Linked DNA regions of Mus musculus: region 2 is linked to region 1. A link is a contact called in public Hi-C data. All regions are on one chromosome and are shown on one strand. The core of a region is the stretch at or near the end of the contact, and the rest is flanking DNA. Distances in the headings are between cores, read along the strand shown. Region 1 overlaps Frmpd1 (FERM and PDZ domain containing 1). Region 2 has its middle 4.3 kb from the start of Tdrd7.

Evidence for each region. A called contact is a pair of places that touch in the nucleus more often than the background predicts.
Region 2: a contact with region 1 is called in a Hi-C map of rod photoreceptor, with 2.8 times the contacts expected there. The contact joins two enhancer-like sites. A contact is called at or near these places in 2 of 39 promoter capture datasets (the C10 cell line and embryonic stem cells), 1 of 484 Hi-C or Micro-C datasets (rod photoreceptor) and 1 of 115 datasets of contacts at active chromatin or transcription factors (extraembryonic endoderm stem cells).

What each region holds. Positions count from the first base shown.
Region 1 is chr4:45,207,596-45,211,260 of GRCm38.p6, forward strand. All of the region lies in intron 1 of Frmpd1 (FERM and PDZ domain containing 1), which reads left to right. Among named protein-coding and RNA genes, the nearest start is that of Frmpd1, 25 kb to the left of the region's middle. Within about 2 kb of position 1,491, at least 46 of the 459 cell types and tissues checked have an H3K27ac peak or open chromatin away from gene starts, as enhancers often do. A contact at or near this core is called in rod photoreceptor, where this site is marked.
Region 2 is chr4:45,966,222-45,969,800 of GRCm38.p6, forward strand. It overlaps a transcript of Tdrd7 not described here. Among named protein-coding and RNA genes, the nearest start is that of Tdrd7, 4.3 kb to the right of the region's middle. Within about 2 kb of position 1,885, at least 14 of the 459 cell types and tissues checked have an H3K27ac peak or open chromatin away from gene starts, as enhancers often do. A contact at or near this core is called in rod photoreceptor, where this site is marked.

The DNA.
Region 1 (3,665 bases), core at 241-2,740:
TGCGCTTCTGGGCCAGGGACAGCATGTTCTGAACAGTTCCACGAATTCCTCCCTTCAACTCATGGCAGCCTTGTGAGACAGGTGCTGTTCTTATCAGCACTTTATCAGTGGGGAGTTAATCTGCTCGCCGGCAGCCATCTAATGAAGTAGCAGAGCTGAGACAGAAGCCCAGGGCTCACAGGGAGAACCTCACAAATCACTCTAAAAGTTATGGGGTGACAGAGAGTTTTATGCAGGAGAGTGACAGTCAGATTTACATCTTAAGACGATCATTCCATGACATGGGGGTATAGATGAGAGAGAGAGGAACACCAAGGTCAGGGGGCCAGGTGCAGTGGCCCACCTCCGAGGCCATGCCAGCTCGATCATGTGCAGTGGTGGTCTGAGAAGAAGGAGAGGTTTAAGGAGGCCCTTTCACGGGAGCCAGGGAGTGGCTGGATTTTGCTGTTGTTTTTGTTTTGTTTTGTTTTCTGTTTGTTTAAGCGACACTGGAGCTCATACCAGGGCCTCATGCATGCTAAGCCGGCACTAACCACTGGGCTATACCTATGGCCCCCAAACTCGGATGGATGCCCCTAAACTTGGGCTCTGGGCTTGGGAAGTAGAGCGGGCAGGGACTTTTGTTGCTGTTGATGCAGGTGCCAGGGTCCTGTCCCTGTGTGTGCTTGCTAGTGGCTACTTAGGACAGAATAAATCCAACTTCTGACTTTTCTTCCAATCAGAATCTTAAATGGAGGTGGCAGGGCTTTGGGATGTGAATAGACCTGAGAGATGTGGTTATGGGAAGAAGAAGCTCCTGCAGGGGTAGAATTGGGGTACCCTGGGGTGTGTACCTGCTGCTGCTCAGACCAGTGTGCCTTCATTCGGCACATTCTGACTCTCCAGGGAATCTTTGTGCCGTCCCTCCCCAGAGACCTCTCCCATCCTTAGACGAGGTCTCCTTGTGGCACAAACAGACATTAAAGTACACACTCCAAGGATTTACCACCCAAACCGGAAACACCTTACTCGTTAGATCAAATTTGTGTTTCCTGCCTGTCTATGCCCAGTGTAAGGGAGGGTTTGGTTCCTCTATAAGGCAATGGTTTTGCAGATTATAGTTATATAGGTATATAGCCTATAGTTTACAGCCCACATTAAATCAAAGTGCTGGTATTGAGAGTAGTTTCTGGAATGCTCCGTGATTTCTGGTTAGTAGTATTTATTTAACAGTTCAGTGACAAGGGGTGCAGCGGCTTGGTTACTCGGCTACCGTCTGCCAGTCATTCTGGTTTTCTTTCCTACAGTGCCTGGCAGGCCTTTAGTTACACGCCCCTTCCCTTCTCCCCATGGGCAAAGCTGGGCACTGCTGAGGCTAGGGGCAGGGCCAAGTGCTTCACAAGGGCTGGCATTCTGTATTTCTGAGTCTTGTGGTGGGGGGGGGTGGAATCCGTGAACCCCACTAGCATCCCTCTACAGCTGACGGTGCCGCTCCTAACGGCTGCCGACACCCAACAGCTGACCCGATTCCCTGAATCGGTCCCTGTAAACAGTGCAGCTCTACAAGAGGGAGGTTTCCGGGCAGAATACTTAATTAGGGCTTAATTAAGACAACTGGAGTAACCCTTTGACCTGAAACTTGCACGGGGTCCTGATTGGCAGATGGCACCTGGCACTCTTGGCTGTCTGACAGCAATCAGGCCTCAAGCAGAAATGAGCCCATGCTGGCCCTGAAGGAGGTGCTTCTTAGACTCCTCATCAGAATGTGTTCTGCTGCACCCTTTTTCTTAAGGACCCCACACTCTGAACTGTATTGGCTAAGAGTGTGTTTCACCTTCTCCAGAACAGAAGGACTTCTAAGGCAGGGGCCATGACTAGGTAACCTGGGTCCCCACTATCATACCCAGCATGGGTGAAAGAGTGGCTAGACATTGGTGGGACGGTCACACTGGCTTAGAGGCCTCCCCCCTTCAGCTAGAGATGGTTGAAAACTAGAGTCTGAACCCCAGGGTGTGGACTCAAAAATAAAGAGTTAAAGCTATGGCCAGTACCTCATCTGTGGGAAGGTATGGACTTCAGACAAGGAACCTCGGGGTAGAACAAAACCTTGGTGTCACAGGCCATGGGTCACAGGCCTGAAAAGCATGCCTTGGGCCTGGCTCTGGAAGCCATTGTTGATATACTGTGCTGTGATTGTGGCTGGCTTTGATCTGGTAGGACTGGGAGCCCACCCCACTTCCTAGACAGACCCCTGGAGTCACAGCTCAGTCCACTAGAGTGATGAGCCACTGCTCTGGGAGCCCTCAGTCTAAATTTCCCAAGCAGTTGTGGATTTTGGTTTTGGCGCTCATGGTATCAGATGTGCCCAGAGGGTTTTGGAAATTTGCTGGTGCCCCAGTGACATGATAAATCATTTCACGGTAAAAACTCAGATCTAGATCTTAGTCCACGTGCTACAATATGGTCAGATTTTTCCCAGGTGGTGGTCAATAGTTTTTCTACTAATGAGAATGAAGATATTCATACTAACCAATGTGTCTGTGGAAAAGGAAAAGAATCTTTCTACTGAGTGCCTGGGACACCAGACACCACAGGCTCTAAAGACCTCTGTGCTCAGACGGTCCCTGCAGACGTTCAGCCCTGCTCCTGGGCACTTGTGCACCCGCATAGCATTGAGCATCCCCAGTGGTGGTGCTAACCTAGAGTCCATCTGTGGAGTCCATACAGGATGGGGTTTGTTCCCTCCCTTGTACATACATCTGACCTAGTCAGTTGCATACTTCTTGAAATAGTAAAATGCTCAACATAAAATCTACTTTTTATTTTTGGGAGTCGGTTCTCTCCTCCCACCATGTGAATCCCAAGGGTCAAACTCGTGCTTCTGGTTTGGTGGCAGGTGCCGTTAGCTGCTGAGCCATCTCCAGCCCTAGCCATTTCAGTGTATACAGTTGGTGGCGTTTAGATAGACTTGTACTGTTATATAATCATTACTGCTGTCTACTTTAAAGTGTTCATCATCCCCACATAATCCCATTAAGCAGCACTTTTCAGTCCCTCCTTCCTGCCAGGCCCTGGCAGCCACCAGTTTGCTTCCTGTCTCTACGTAGCCTTGCCAACTCTGGACATTAAATATAAATGGGAACCTATGGTATTTTGTCTTTGTGCCTAGCTTCTTTCAATCCACGTGTCTTTAAGATGTATCCACGTTGTAAGCCCGCAGCATTACTTCATCCTGTTTAGCGGCTGAATCCTATCCCGTTGTATGGCCGTGCCATGATCAGTTTTTCCATTTGATCACTGAGGCCCTTTGGGGTTGCTTCTGCCATTTGGCTATCATAAATAATTATAAATATTGCTCCTTGGACATTACCGTACAGGCTTTCATTTGAATATTGGTTTTCAGTTCTTTGAGGAGGGGACTCTCCGAATCAGTATTGTTTTAGTAAACAACTTCTTGAGAACGCTGCAAACTGTTGCCATAGTCTTTGAACCCCATGCTTCTCTGGTTGCTCTCCAGTCTCTCTGGCCTTTCTTCTCTCTTCCCTTCATTTGTGGCTCTGCAGCCCCTGAAGTGACAGTCCCCCTACCAGTCCCCCTGGCTCTGTGCAATCTACCCTGGTGTGCTCAGTACAAGCTGGGCATTGCAGTCCCCAGGGTTCCTTTAACAGCATATGTCCACCATGTGT
Region 2 (3,579 bases), core at 635-3,134, 760 kb after region 1:
CTCAAGTCAAGTGGTTTAAGTTGTACTGTTCTGGGTGATGGGGAAGTCCAATAATGGCATGCCTGCGTGTCCCGAGTCTATTGCTGTAACCAGAAATTTCTTGCCGTCCATGTTTCTGGGTGGGGTTGATTGTCAGGGAATTTCTAGCAGTATTTAAATCCATAGGGCCCAGGAAACAGCTCCCAAACTTTATTTTATGATAATCATTTTAAAGCTTCCTCTACTCATTTACTTCTGACACGGCTCCCTAACCCCTGCCTCTGAAAAAAAAAAAAAAAAAAAAAAAATCATAAAATTGTAGGGAAAGAAATCCGTGCTCATACAGAAAAGAGGCTTTTGTTATCTACACAAATAGCTGGCCAGACATTCATTCACACTTTAGTTGGAACAAGGGACATTTCTCTGATAAGTGCACGAGACAACGAGCACCTAGGTAGGTACTGGCCCAGACTAAACTCCCCTGTCATTGTGACAACTAAAATTACCCTCCTGAGAATCTAGAATGCCCTGGGAGGGGGAGGGCAGCTTCTCCACGGATGAACCACTCACTGATTACTAGGAGTTGATCCGACAGCCCCAGAGAAGCTCTTCTGCCTCTTAACTGGATTAGCTTTGTTGTGGAAAGGGGTCCAAGCTAGAACTGGAGCCAAAGGGCTTTGGAATTCAGTTCAGTGTAGCCTTGGACTTTGACTGCGGACACATCAACAAGTCAGGACTGTGCACTGCTGCCTAGGAAGCTCATTTCCTGAATCCTGACTGTTCTTCCATTTCAGTCTGTGAGCCGTTGACGAGTGTCCCACCCCTCAGGTTCCTGTGCCGTTTCTTGTCACTGCTGTCCCCTTTCTTCCCTCCCAGCAACTATTACAGCCTAATTTTTGTACCAGTAGGTTTATCCATGATTTCAGTGCCTTGTTTGAAGCACCAGTTAGCTAATCTCATGCCTTGCTAAATAGCTGGGCCTCTTTTCTCAGCTTCCTGATAGTGCTTAGTAGACACCATCTGTATTGCAAGTCCTGCCTAAGCTGTATGAATGATGCACAATTTGAAGCAGGAAAGTGAAGATGGTCTCTTAGACAGCAGGTTCTACCCTCTAGGTTCTCTACGCAGAGTGTTCAAACAGTGGTTCTCAACTTATGGGTCTCGACCCCTTTGTCGGGTAAACAATCCTTTTCACAGGAGTCAGATATCCTGCATAACAGGTATTTACATTATGATTAATAGTAGTAGCAAAATCACAGTTATGAAGTAGCAAGAAAAAAATAATTTTATGTCTGGGGGGGTCACTACAACATGAGGAACTGTGTTAAAGCGGTTAAGCTTTACGAAGGTTGAGAGACACTGTGTTAAAGCTTGCATTATCTCCTCTTTTCCACTGTTGGTGGCTCTGTGGCCTCTGAGGCGTCCCTGATCACCCTCCAGGGGATTAGGGCCTTTCAGCTGACTCACCTTGGAGGCCTTTGTGGAAAGCTTAGGGGGTTTTGCTTGCTCAGCATGCCCTGAGCTCCACAAGCCCAGGATTTCACCAGGGCTCTGGCCATCCCTCCCTTTTGTTTTGTGTTCTGATTTTGCTGCTCTCTCCCCCCACCTTTTTTTCCTTACTCAGTTAAAACAAGCATAGTTGTCTAGAAATTTCTCTCCATTTGTTCATGGATGGGGGTAGCAGGATTGGGAGTGACCATGTCATTAATGATTAATCAAACAGAGATCTCTCCAGAGATACCTTTTGTCACGGATCTAATTCTCCTGACCTTGTGGAAGCAACCAGTGCCTGAGAAGCTGGGTTCCACCTGGATGCAAAAACAGCTCAGCACAATGGCTGAGTGGCAGGCGGAATGCTGCAAAAGCCACTTGCAGCTTAGCAACTAGGAGAATGGGGACTCAGTTAAGCAGTACACAGGGGGGATGGAAAGCTTCGCCCTCCTCGCACTGCTATTCTGTGAGAATCCTCAGAGGAACAAAGCACCATCTTGAAACTCAATTAAGAGAGCAATAGGTTTGGGGGAAGGGCTGTGAGGGAGGTTTCCAGAGGAGTACCACCCATGACACTGAATAATGTCACAAGCCAGTCCCTGAAGTTCACTGACGGGATGGAAAGTGACAGAAATCCGAGTCCTGTGGATGTGTTTGGGGTTTTCTTTTTGGAGACAATATAAAGAAGCGACAGATGTTCTGGATAGAAGGTGAGATAGCAGCGCTTGAAGTGTCTCCAAATGCCACTTGAGATGTGGAAGGGGGGATTTGCAACCCTTCCCAGTATTTGTGAGGTGGAGAATGAAGAACGTGTGGATCTTGGGTTGTGTTATAGACCTGTCAGATAAGAGGGAAAGGGCTATAGACACATGCTTGAAACCAGGCCCTTCCTGGTCTTGCTGAACTAGTATAAAGAAGGGGAGGTACAGTGCTCCTCCAGGAGCCCTGGATCCTCCCGCCTTGGCCAAGTGTCCTGGGGCCTCCCGTATGGCTCTGTTTAAACAAGTAGGCTGGCAGGATGAACAACAGCAACAACAACAAAAATGCATGGAGGGCTTTTAATGGAGGGTTTTGTTTTTGTTTTGTTTTGTTTTGTTTTTTAAGACAGAGCCTCTCTAGGTAGCCCTGGCTGCCCTGAAACTTGCTATGTAGACTAAGCTGGCTTGTGAACTCACAGAGATTTACCTGCCTCTGCCTCCTAAGTGCTGAGTTAAAAGGTGTGTACAACCACACTTAACTTGGTGGAGGTTTTTATTGCTCCATCCTTTTTAGCCTGGGATGAGGCGGCAGTGGGGTCATCTTTCTCCCTACACTTGGTCCTAGCTTTGTACCTTCTTTCCACGATAAATTCCCTCTGGTGAAGTCTCCAAAGGCCCAAATGATCTACCAGGAGGCTGTCCCTTTGCAAAAGCCACGTATTCAGGACTCTGGGACCTCTCTGCAGCCTTGGAAATGAGAGATGTGTGTGCTTTTTTTCTTGCATAGCAAGAGACCTGCCCATCTGCCTCTGCCCCTGGTGACCTAGGATGAGTTTGGTCTTTCCGTGGGGGAAGAACACCTTTGGACTGCATTCTATCTATTTTGAAATACTGACCTTTGACTCTGAGGTTTCCCCTAAGGGAATTTTTAATGTGTGGAACTTGACTCTGTAAAATCCTGTGTATCTGTGTTGCTCTCATATGTTCTGTCTTACTGTTCCATAAAAGGATAAGAACCCCAAGTCTAAAGCATAGCCAGTTTGAGCTGGGCATGGCAGCCTGTAATTCCAGCACTTGGGACAGTTCAATGTCAGTCTCAGCCACAAGACAGGCTCCTGTCTCAAAAAAAAAAAAAAGTCTTCATTTTCCCGAATTCCAGCTATAAATCGAGCAACAAAACAAGATCATACAACTTCCTTGCTGCAGTTCAGCTTCTGAGGAATCCTCCTGATACACCTCAGCTAAATCCACCTACAGAACAGGAGTTTTGCCCATTGTTCGAGAACAAATACAAAAGCCACTGTGTACAGGAAAAGATGCTCCACGCCATCATGGAGAAAGGCGAGTTAAAGCCTCAATATGAGACCGGTCCCTCAGTGCCGCAGCGGCAATGTTCCACCCTTACAGGGTC